Regions from separate parts of the Danio rerio genome. Here region 2 is linked to region 1. Evidence: chromatin contacts called from public Hi-C data. All regions are on one chromosome and are shown on one strand. The core of a region is the stretch at or near the end of the contact, and the rest is flanking DNA. Distances in the headings are between cores, read along the strand shown. Region 1 holds the start of si:ch211-207n23.2. Region 2 overlaps zgc:153372.

What was found. Hi-C and Micro-C count contacts between places; a contact is called where the count stands out from the background.
Region 2: a contact with region 1 is called in a Hi-C map of embryo, with 3 times the contacts expected there. The contact joins the enhancer-like site here to the promoter of si:ch211-207n23.2 in region 1. A contact is called at or near these places in 3 of 18 Hi-C or Micro-C datasets (caudal fin, embryo and an unstated tissue).

What each region holds. Positions count from the first base shown.
Region 1 is chr15:32,100,869-32,105,872 of GRCz12tu, reverse strand. si:ch211-207n23.2 reads left to right here and starts at 2,855. Exons shown (of 3, transcript NM_001386226.1): 1 at 2,855-3,155; 2 at 4,392-4,487. The coding sequence starts at 3,071.
Region 2 is chr15:32,308,400-32,313,403 of GRCz12tu, reverse strand. The region is part of intron 10 of zgc:153372; the gene reads right to left. It overlaps LOC141377864 (a long non-coding RNA gene), which reads left to right. Exons shown (of 3, transcript XR_012390909.1): 3 at 1-316. Among named protein-coding and RNA genes, the nearest start is that of mir125c, 5.5 kb to the right of the region's middle. Within about 2 kb of position 2,668, at least 4 of the 62 cell types and tissues checked have an H3K27ac peak or open chromatin away from gene starts, as enhancers often do.

The sequences.
Region 1 (5,004 bases), core at 1,606-4,105:
CCTAAACAAATAAATAATGACTATAAAAATGATTCGGTTGTTAGACTGCTGCACTTTTTTGTCTTTTCAATATGCTCATGTTTATGTAGTTCCTATTGGTGTGTGTGCACATTGTATGCAATGTTTGTATGTTTATAACCACCTTCAAGTATAGTGGGTGTTGTGAGTAAATGTTATTTTAGGGGCAGTGGTGGAAAGTGTAATTAAAATAAAATCATACTCAAGAGTAAAAAGTAGCCCTTTTAAAAGTACTCATGGGTAGTATTATGCTGTGAATGGTTGATGTGTTTACATGCAGTGTGTGCATGTGCGTGAAAACCAAAAAGATATGGACGTAGTATCGGTGATGTCACCCATGGGTTTCTGAAGAACGCAAAAGAAGCAGAAGTATGCGTGGCCAACCATCGCCATTTTGTTTGCACGCCATCGCACTGACCGGGGGATACAAAACAAAGGCAAAGAGGGGGGCGTGAATGAAGCTACAGATGCCTGCTAGCATTTTGCTTAGAGAGGCTTATTTTTGGGAGAAATGCTTAATACTTTAGTCCCTATAACTTGTTTGTGTTCAGATAACATGTGCTTGGTTGTACACTTTATTAATAAAGTGTTTAGACTTTTAAAAAACACTGAAATAATAAATTGAATCACTAAACATTGTTCTTATGATGTTTTTCTACAGGAAGAAAGCGCAAATAACTTACAAAAACTTTAAATACAGTCTGTGTTAGTAAATGTAAGGCTATTTATGAAATCCAGGCATAACATTGTATCACAATGCTTCAGATGACTTTTCTAGAGCCTACAGCTAATCAATCTGTCAGATTCTGGAGTGCATTACAACTCTAAAGAAAACTACAAATGATAAATGATCTTAAATAAAACAAATACATTTATAGAGATGGTATACAAGTATATAATTTCACTCACCTGGGAAATGGAGGCCACGTGAATACTTTGTGAGCACAATTAAGTGCACACAGCATGCCATATCATCTGATAATTGTAGGAAATAATTCCAAAAGGCAACTGACTGTGTAAAGCCACAGAAAACAAAACAAAAATACGATGTATATGCCAAGATCAGCGGCTGATCAGCTGGAATTGGCTAAGGTGAAGTGATGGCGACCAGCGAGACCTAGCTGTCACTCAAGTGGCCACACCCTTAATTATGCAGATTTAATATAACATAATATAAACTAAAGGGATGAGCTATAAAATAGTTCACCCCCTCACAGTTGTCATGAAGAGTATTATTAGCTATATGAACCAAAATGGTTCTTTGTACCAGGCAGCAAACACCTTTTTTTTTCTTCTGCAAAGTTAGCCATTGAAACATTGGGCTCTATAGAAATTTGCTCTATTATGAAGCCTGGAATTTTGAAGAATTGCAGTTTCAGTTACTTTCATATTTGCTTCATGAGGGAGTGCGGGAGATTGCCGCTTGGTGAAAACGTAACATTCTGTAGTGCATTTAGTGATTGTTTAAGGTCATTTGAGCATTTCAGTCATTATACATAGACATTATCTTCCCATCAGTGACATGCAGGCTAAACAGTCACAGGAGGATTGTGTGTTAAGATTTTGGACACTTTCCAAACATGTCTTGAATTTATTTTTTATTTTTTTATTTGAGTGGACTGGTATCAAAAAAAAAAAAAAATCAAGTGTCTAGGTTGAAGGAAAATAGTGGAGTAAAAGTATTGATACAACATTAAAAATGTACTGAAGGGAAAGTAAAATTACACATTTTTAAAACTACTAGTAAATTACAATTCCTGATAAATACTCCTCAATTACAATAATTTGAGTATTTGTAATTTGTTAATTTACACCACTGTTTGGGAGTCGAAGGCTAAAAACCTTGGGAACCCCTGTTATAATATATAGTCCTTTACAAAACAAATACATTTAAATTACAAGTTCATTAAATATTTAATGCTTTCCTCATTAATAACAATATGTACAGCAATTATTATAGCAAGTGCATCAAAATAACAAGTGTAAACACTTATATTTGCTTTAACAATGCTTTAAATGGCCGTATTAAGCAATATTGAAAAATACATGCAGAGTTATGAAAAAACTTTTCTGATATATTGTTATTTTTTTATTTTTTTATTTTTTTGAGAGGAAAATATTCTTTAAATTCCGTCAGCTTCACTATACTCAGTAGCTGAGCATCTCTTGATCCTCTAATGTCTCTACTCGAAGCAATAAATCAAAAACTTCTATAGAAATGCCAGAGCCTAAAAACAATAAAATAGTAATCTTCAGACAGATTACCCATAAGACACATCCGTGCCTCAGCTCTAATAAGCAATGAATTCGCTTGGCTTCATGGCCCTGAGGTACATGCTATTAGAGATCATTTTGCCAGCTGGCCTGTAATTTCAACTTTGAGATGAGATTTGCATTTTTAATAAGAGGTAAGAGGCCATGAGAGGTTATGAAATAACTGAGTGATTTAGTAGAATGAGAAAGGGTCCAAGTACAGATCCCTGCGGAACACCAGAGGATTGTTGGTGTGAAGATTAATTGGATGCTTTCTGCGCTACCTGACAGGGTTAGCAATGCTGGAGGAATATAAATGTAAGGGCTCTGCACTTCAGAAACCCATTTCACAAAATAATGGCATTTAATAATTCAAGAATTGTACAAATAAGCAATATCTAAGTAGAATCAAAACGATTTGGAAGTTAGTTGTTATGATATTTTACAGAAGTGACATTAAATTGTTATTTCCTGTAAGTGTCGTGCGTTGTGGTTGAATATGCTAATGCTGGTTAATAGATAGTGATCTCAGTTTTAAAATTAGCAAAACATCATAGGTGGCAGGAAACAGGTTAAACAGGATATAGAGAAGAAGAAAAAAAAAGAACATGACTGAACTTTGCATCTTGGTTCAAACATTTAACAATTGAAAAAAAAATTATTTAACTTCCTTCTACGGGAACTAAGCTAAGATCTGTATCTAATTACAGTACATGAAACCTGTCATGCAGCATTACTTGTATGCTTTAGTAGGAATGTGTTTTTAGTAAAAGGTGTAACCAAGTAAGTATAAAGAACTATGTTCCTCTTCGTGACCAGACCAGCTTCCATCATGAAGACTCTAGTGTGTGCTCTAATTGTTGTGCTCCTCTGCAGTGCCTCAGGTACAGATGAAAATCTATCTATCTATCTATCTATCTATCTATCTATCTATCTATCTATCTATCTATCTATCTATCTATCTACCTATCTACCTATCTATCTATCTATCTATCTATCTATCTATCTATCTATCTATCTATCTATCTATCTATCTATCTACCTATCTACCTACCTATCTATCTATCTATCTATCTATCTATCTATCTGAAAATATCTGTTGATTAACAGTTTCCGTATTTTGTGTTTTCTGTTTATTTATGGTCATGAATTGCATTATGGGATGTCAATATCGGCTCTGCCGATGTTACGAATTCAACTGTACAGTTTAACAAAGTGACTTTTATTGACATTTTAGTAGTTTGAAATAATATAATGTTTAAGAAAAAATATCAAGAGAAATAAATCTGTAAAATAACAGAAGATACTGGCAGCTTATCACAAGGTTTTTGTTGCGTAATATACAACACCAACCCAGACAATAATTTTAAATGAAATGTTTTAATTAATGTTGTGAATTAATCAGATTCTTAAAAATAATAATCATAATAATAATTGAATACAGCCACTTGATTGAGAGCGGACATTGTGGAAAACATCAGCAAGTCAAAGCAAAGTGTATTTTTTAGTGGTAAAACTGAGATTGTTCATGTTTTTATTTCAAGATGTTTATTACAAAAATGTATAAGTATTAATAGAATTAAAATATTTTAAATGCAATAAGTTATAGTATTAATTAAATTATATAATAAATTATATATTAGATTATAATAATAAATTACTAAATTACATTGACAACTTCACAGTTTGGTATATTTACCTCCAGCCCACCACCCTCAATCAAGTTTAGTTTTTGGCCCTTCATAAGAAATGGATTGGGCACCCCAGCTTTACACAAAAAAATGTTGATAAAGTCCTTTTTTCCAACCTGTTAAGGTTAAAATTTGTTAAAAGAAAGATTAAGGTTTCATACTCTAATTCAGAAGCATAAATAATGGGGAAAATAAAAAATATAAAAACATGAAATCACAAAATGCAAAAAAACTGCTAATTTACAGACTTTTCTTTGTCCATCTATCTGTCTGTCTGTCTGTCTGTCTGTCTGTCTGTCAATGTTTTTTAAACCTCAAATAAGCAAATGTGATCTCATTTTTCAAAATGTAGTGTACCAAAATGTTTGAAAAATTTGATGTGAAATATAACAAAGTAAAGTAAGTAATGTGTGTGTAATCTCTCATCAGTGCACTCGCTGACATGCTACACATGTGTGGATGGGGACTGCAAGACCCCCACTGAATGCCCAGCCTCAAGCAATTTCTGCAAGACTGTTTCAACAGGTAAGCGATCAATTCAACAGTGAACAGCAAGAAGTATCAACAAAATTATTACTTTATTATTTTAAAACAAAATTGTTTATTATTATTATTATTATTATTATTATTTATTTTAGGATAATATTTAAAAAGAATTTGTATTTCATTATATTTTCTTTCATTTTATTTGTAGTTAAGCATCTGGTAATTATGTTACCTTTCTACATTTTTAGTTTAATATCTTGTTTTCATTACATTTCTGTTTGTCATTTATTATTTCATTGTAGTCATTTCATGGAAGCTTATTTCTACTACTCTTTTTACTCAAAATTGGGATTTCCATCTTACATTTGCTATATAAAATCTGAAATGTGATGTAAACTCAGAACTGGGGAATATAAATTCAGAACTGAGAGATTTTAATCTTCGTAAACTTTGAATTCCAAGATGTAAACTAAAATTTTGAGATCTCTACTTTTTTGAAATTGTTAGACATAATCTCAGAACTGTTAAATATAGATGTAGATGTATAAATGTAAAC
Region 2 (5,004 bases), core at 1,419-3,918, 210 kb before region 1:
TAGTAAATTCTAAAAATTCTAAAAATTTGTCATTGATAACATTATTAAACCATTTTTTTCACTGGTAAAATCGGACATTTGTCATTATCAGATTCCCTTATCAATTATATTAAACTAGAGTACATATACTGATGCAGTAAACGTTCATTTTCATGCACAACACTTTGTGTTCGATATGAAAGAAAAAACATATCAAGCGCTTGTCGTGATCATAACTCTAAAATGCGGAATGATCTTTTAAATGATGTGCGCTCACGTCATGGCTGCCAACTGCCGTAACTTTAAGAAAAAAAAACATACATGCAAATCATACTTCCTGTTTATCCTGATTATTCATAGCCTATGCAGACTCTGTTTTCTAAAGTAGACAGCGGTCATGGGCACGTCCTCTCAGTAAACAAACAGTCAGCTCACGTGTGATTTTATGGCCATGAATACGCCATTACATTCAGACAGAAATGACATTTTTAAATGAACTATTCTTTATATTTAAATACAGTATGTGACACTTTTAACACCATTTGGAAGTGTCCACATTGCTGAGCAGTGTATATAAAACAATGTGAAGACCGCCTTTACGCTTCTCTTCTGACTTTGAAAATGTAATTGGCTGAATTGTAGAAAATCTTTTTTGATTAATCGTGCAGCCATATATATAAAGCTTATTTTACACTAATATGACATTATGCTTCACCCAAAACAGCAAATACAGCCTTAGCTACATATTCTAAATATGTACAACTGAACAAAAATACTGGAAAACCATAACAGCAAAATGTGTCCTGGTGGCTGAGAAAGTCCTAAAAATCCTCATTATTAACTTTAAAATAATCACTTCTGTTAATTATATATATATTAATATATTAAATATATAAATTTTTAAATGTCTGTAGACTGATTAATATATAAAGCATATTTTACACTGATATGACATAGTCCTTCAACTAAAACAGCAACTACAACTTTGCGCTAATGTCTTGTAAAATCCTCTATTTAGTATGATTAAAAAAACCTTGTAGATTACCTGGGTTGGATGATATATAAAGCATATTTTACACTGACATGACGTCATGCTTTAGCTAAAACAGCAAATACAGCCTCTTGCTAATGTCTTGTAAAATCCTCTATAGGCTCTATTTGAAATCCTAAATACATACAATTGAACAAAAAAACAGTTAAAACAATAACACCGAAAGGTGTCCTGGTGGCTGAGAATAGGATATCAAGCATTCAAATCACAAACAGTGTCAATAAACATTGTGTCTGTGCAAAAAAGCTCATTATTAACTTTTAAAATGATCACTTCTGTTAATCAGGCACAGAATAATGCTGGTAAATTTTTAATTGTCTGTAGATTAACCAGCCTGGTCGATATATGAAGCATATTTTACATATTTTGAGCTAATATCCTGTAAAATCCTTTATTTACTATGTCTTGTGATTAGACATCATTATGTATAAGTTTCTGATGGTATGATAACCTTGGATAAAAACTATCACGGTTTTACAGTATCACAGTGTTGTGATTACTTATCTAAAATAAGTTTTTTTTTTTTTATAAAAACAACATTTTTCCCCATTGAACAGACACAATATATTTGATTTTTGAAAACATTTACAATATTTTAGAAAAGTAAACTTGTCCAACTAAATAATTAAAATAAATAAATGACATCTGCTATCATCATTAGTTTCAAAAGCACAGATTTGTTTACAAAACTTCAAAAACACATTTAAAAAACCTTACATATAACTTAGGAACGGTATAACAGAAATTTTTTTGCTATTTTAAAACCTTAACTTTTCCAAATTGTGGTAAATCTTGAAACCGGTTATTGACTCATGCCTACTTGTGATAATTAACTAGACCGGATGATATATAAAGCATGTTTTGCACTGACGTCATGCTTCAGCTTAAACAGCAAATACAGCCTTGTGCTAATGTCTTGTAAAATCCATATCTATAGGTCTTATATCTATATAGGTCCATATCTATAAATCTATAGGCTCTATTTCATTAAAATATGAACAATTGAACAAAAAAATAACACCATAAGGTGTCCTGGTGGCTAAGAAAGTCCAGACAAACTAAATAAAAGGATTTTAAGCATTCAAATTACAAACGGTAGTGTCCATACAGATGCAAAAAAGCTCATTATTAACTTTAAAATGATTACTTATGTTAATCAGGCACATAATAATGCTGGTAAATGTCTGTAGATTAATCAGCCGGTTACCATATAGAAAAATGACATTATCCTTCAAATAAAACATCAAATATGACTTTGAGCTAATGTTCTGTAAAGTCCTCTATATATCTTTTGTGATTGAAACCCTTAATATGTTCCACTCGAAAAATAATAGCAAAATGTATTCTAGGCGCTGAGAAAGTGCAGACAAACTTAATAACAGTATATCATGCATTCAAATCACATATTGGTTGTGCATATCCTGTCTGCTCAGTATCTCAAGCTGGCCTGACCAGCATGAGGGTTGCAGACTTTCGAGGGAACAGAGTGCTGAGAGAAAGTCACCTTGGTTGGTGGTGATACAAATAACTCCACGGTGCACCTCGTCGTCGCTTGCGTACTGAAATATGGGTGCGCAGGGATTGGGTCGCCATGGCAACCCCTACAAAGCAATGCAGTAGAGGGCGCCAAGGAGAAAGCTGAAGGGGGACAATAGCAGACCTGAAGCCGGAATATCATTTGCATCATTTACAGACTCTATCCGAATGACGACACTAAAAGTGAGTAACACACAGGCGCTAATGGCTGACTGAGAGTGCATGGTTAAAATGAGGGGGAGAAAAAATCATAAAATATTGATTTGCCCCTCATTTCGAGAAATTGAAATGAGAAAATGAAATGAAAATGTTGTAATCTATATGCAGAGTACTGAAAGCAATGGCGAAAGGCAGCGCTTTCAAAGATGGAGTGCGTTTTTTTATTTTTTCAGGTGACTGTCTGGACGCCTGCCGCAGTGTCTGAAAAAGCCAGACATCAGCCAAGTCTGATTACCCCCCCACGTGTGTGCTTGCAAATACGCGTGAGTGTGATGGAGGAAAAGGGAAAAGTTGGATGGAAAAGCGCAAGCAGTTGCCGTGTCCTTATTTGACTCTCATTTAGCAAATGGAGACAATAGCTTCGCCCTCAAGCAATATCTGTCGCTACGAGGCCTTCCTTGACCTCAGTGGGTGTACAGTACATATTTAGTCCATCACTTCAATTGGCTGAAGATCATGCCAGCTATGCACTATAGAAATTACACTCAATTCATGACTCATATAATTACTATTTTGGGTGGTAAATCAATGTAAACCATTAACAATGGTGATTCAGTTTGTAGATATTGTTTAAGACTTTAAACATCAATTATTTTACATGGAGTTAACTTGTTAACCAAGGTTCAGCAGTGAAACCACACCTCACTTTGTCTCCTTAACCAATCACCTACTCCCTAAAACTTACTTAATGGAGACCAGCCCTCTAGCACTGTTCTTCTCGTTCTATCAAACCCACCCTCCCTCCCTCTATTTCCTTGCTTTCCATTAACAATCTTTATAACCCTCTCTTCCCTCCTAGGTTAAACCGGAGGGTCCAACCACTCTACCAAAATATTACAGAGACGGTACCTCCACTCCAAGTCTCTAGGCATCATTGTAGGATGCCTGATCAACCTACCTACCTGTTTACTATTTATCCTTTTACTTACCTTCCCCTTCATCCCACTGTTCTCTTACCATCCCTATCATAAAGTCTAGCTCAAAGTGCCATGGTCCATGCTGGTGAATTAAATCACAGTATGTGCACTGTCAAGTGGGGATCAGAGTTGACCACGTGACTTTTAGATTAATTGCAAAGTTTACCCATAATTGACTTAAAGTATTTTTTGTTCTGTTGTATACACTCACCAGCCACTTTATTAGGTAAACCTGACCAACTGCAGAAATTCATCATTAACTCAAATAACCACTCGTTACAACCGAGGTATGCAGAAGAGCATGTCTGAATGCACAACACGTCCATCCTTAAAGTAGATGGGCTACAGCAGCAGAAGATCACACCAGGTGCCTATCAGCTAAGAACAGCAAACTGAGGCTACAGTTCTCACAGGCTCACTAAAATTGGAAGATAGAAGATTGGAAAAATGTTGCCTGATCTGATGAGTCTTGATTTTTGCTGCGATAATCGGATGGTAGGGTCAGAATTTGGCACTAACAACATGAAATCATAGATCCATCCTGCCTTGTATCAACGGTTCAAGTGCAAATTATCTCAGACTGGTTTCTTAAACATGAAAATGAGTTCACTCTACTCAAATGGCCTCCACAGTCCCAGATCTCAATCCAACAGAGCACATATGGGATGTGGTGGAACGGGAGATAAATGTGCAGCTGACAAATCTGCTGCAATTGTGTGATGCTATCATGTCAATATGGACCAAAATCTCTGAGGAATATTTCCTGTACCTTGTTGAATCTATGCCACGAAGGATTAAGGCAGTTCTGAAGGCAAAAGGTGGTCCAACCCTGTACTAGTAAGGTGTACCTAATGAAATGGCCATTTAGTGTATATCGATGCTTGTACTTTGTTTATTATATTTCGCAATGATTTGCATAATCTTCCCAATCATTTTAAAATAATGAAGTATTTACAAATAGAGCCATTTAGTTTCTCCGGTTATCACAGAGTTTTAGATTTGGAGGGGAAAGGTTTTAGATATAATGCTCTATCAACTTAAACTTTTTTTTTTTCAGAATATATATTACAGAAAAAAAATGAATATTACCATATCAGTTTTTTTCCAACATCGTAGTACCTTAATTTTTAGAATCTTGAGAGAAGATAATAATTTACTGTCAATTTCTTCTACTGTACATGTTGATTTGCAGATTGTGCGCTATATAGAAAAAGAACTCTTGTTTTTATAATATAGCCAGCTATAAACCATCAGCTAAGGTGTTTCCACTCAAAAAGTACACAACTTCTCTTTTTGATGTGT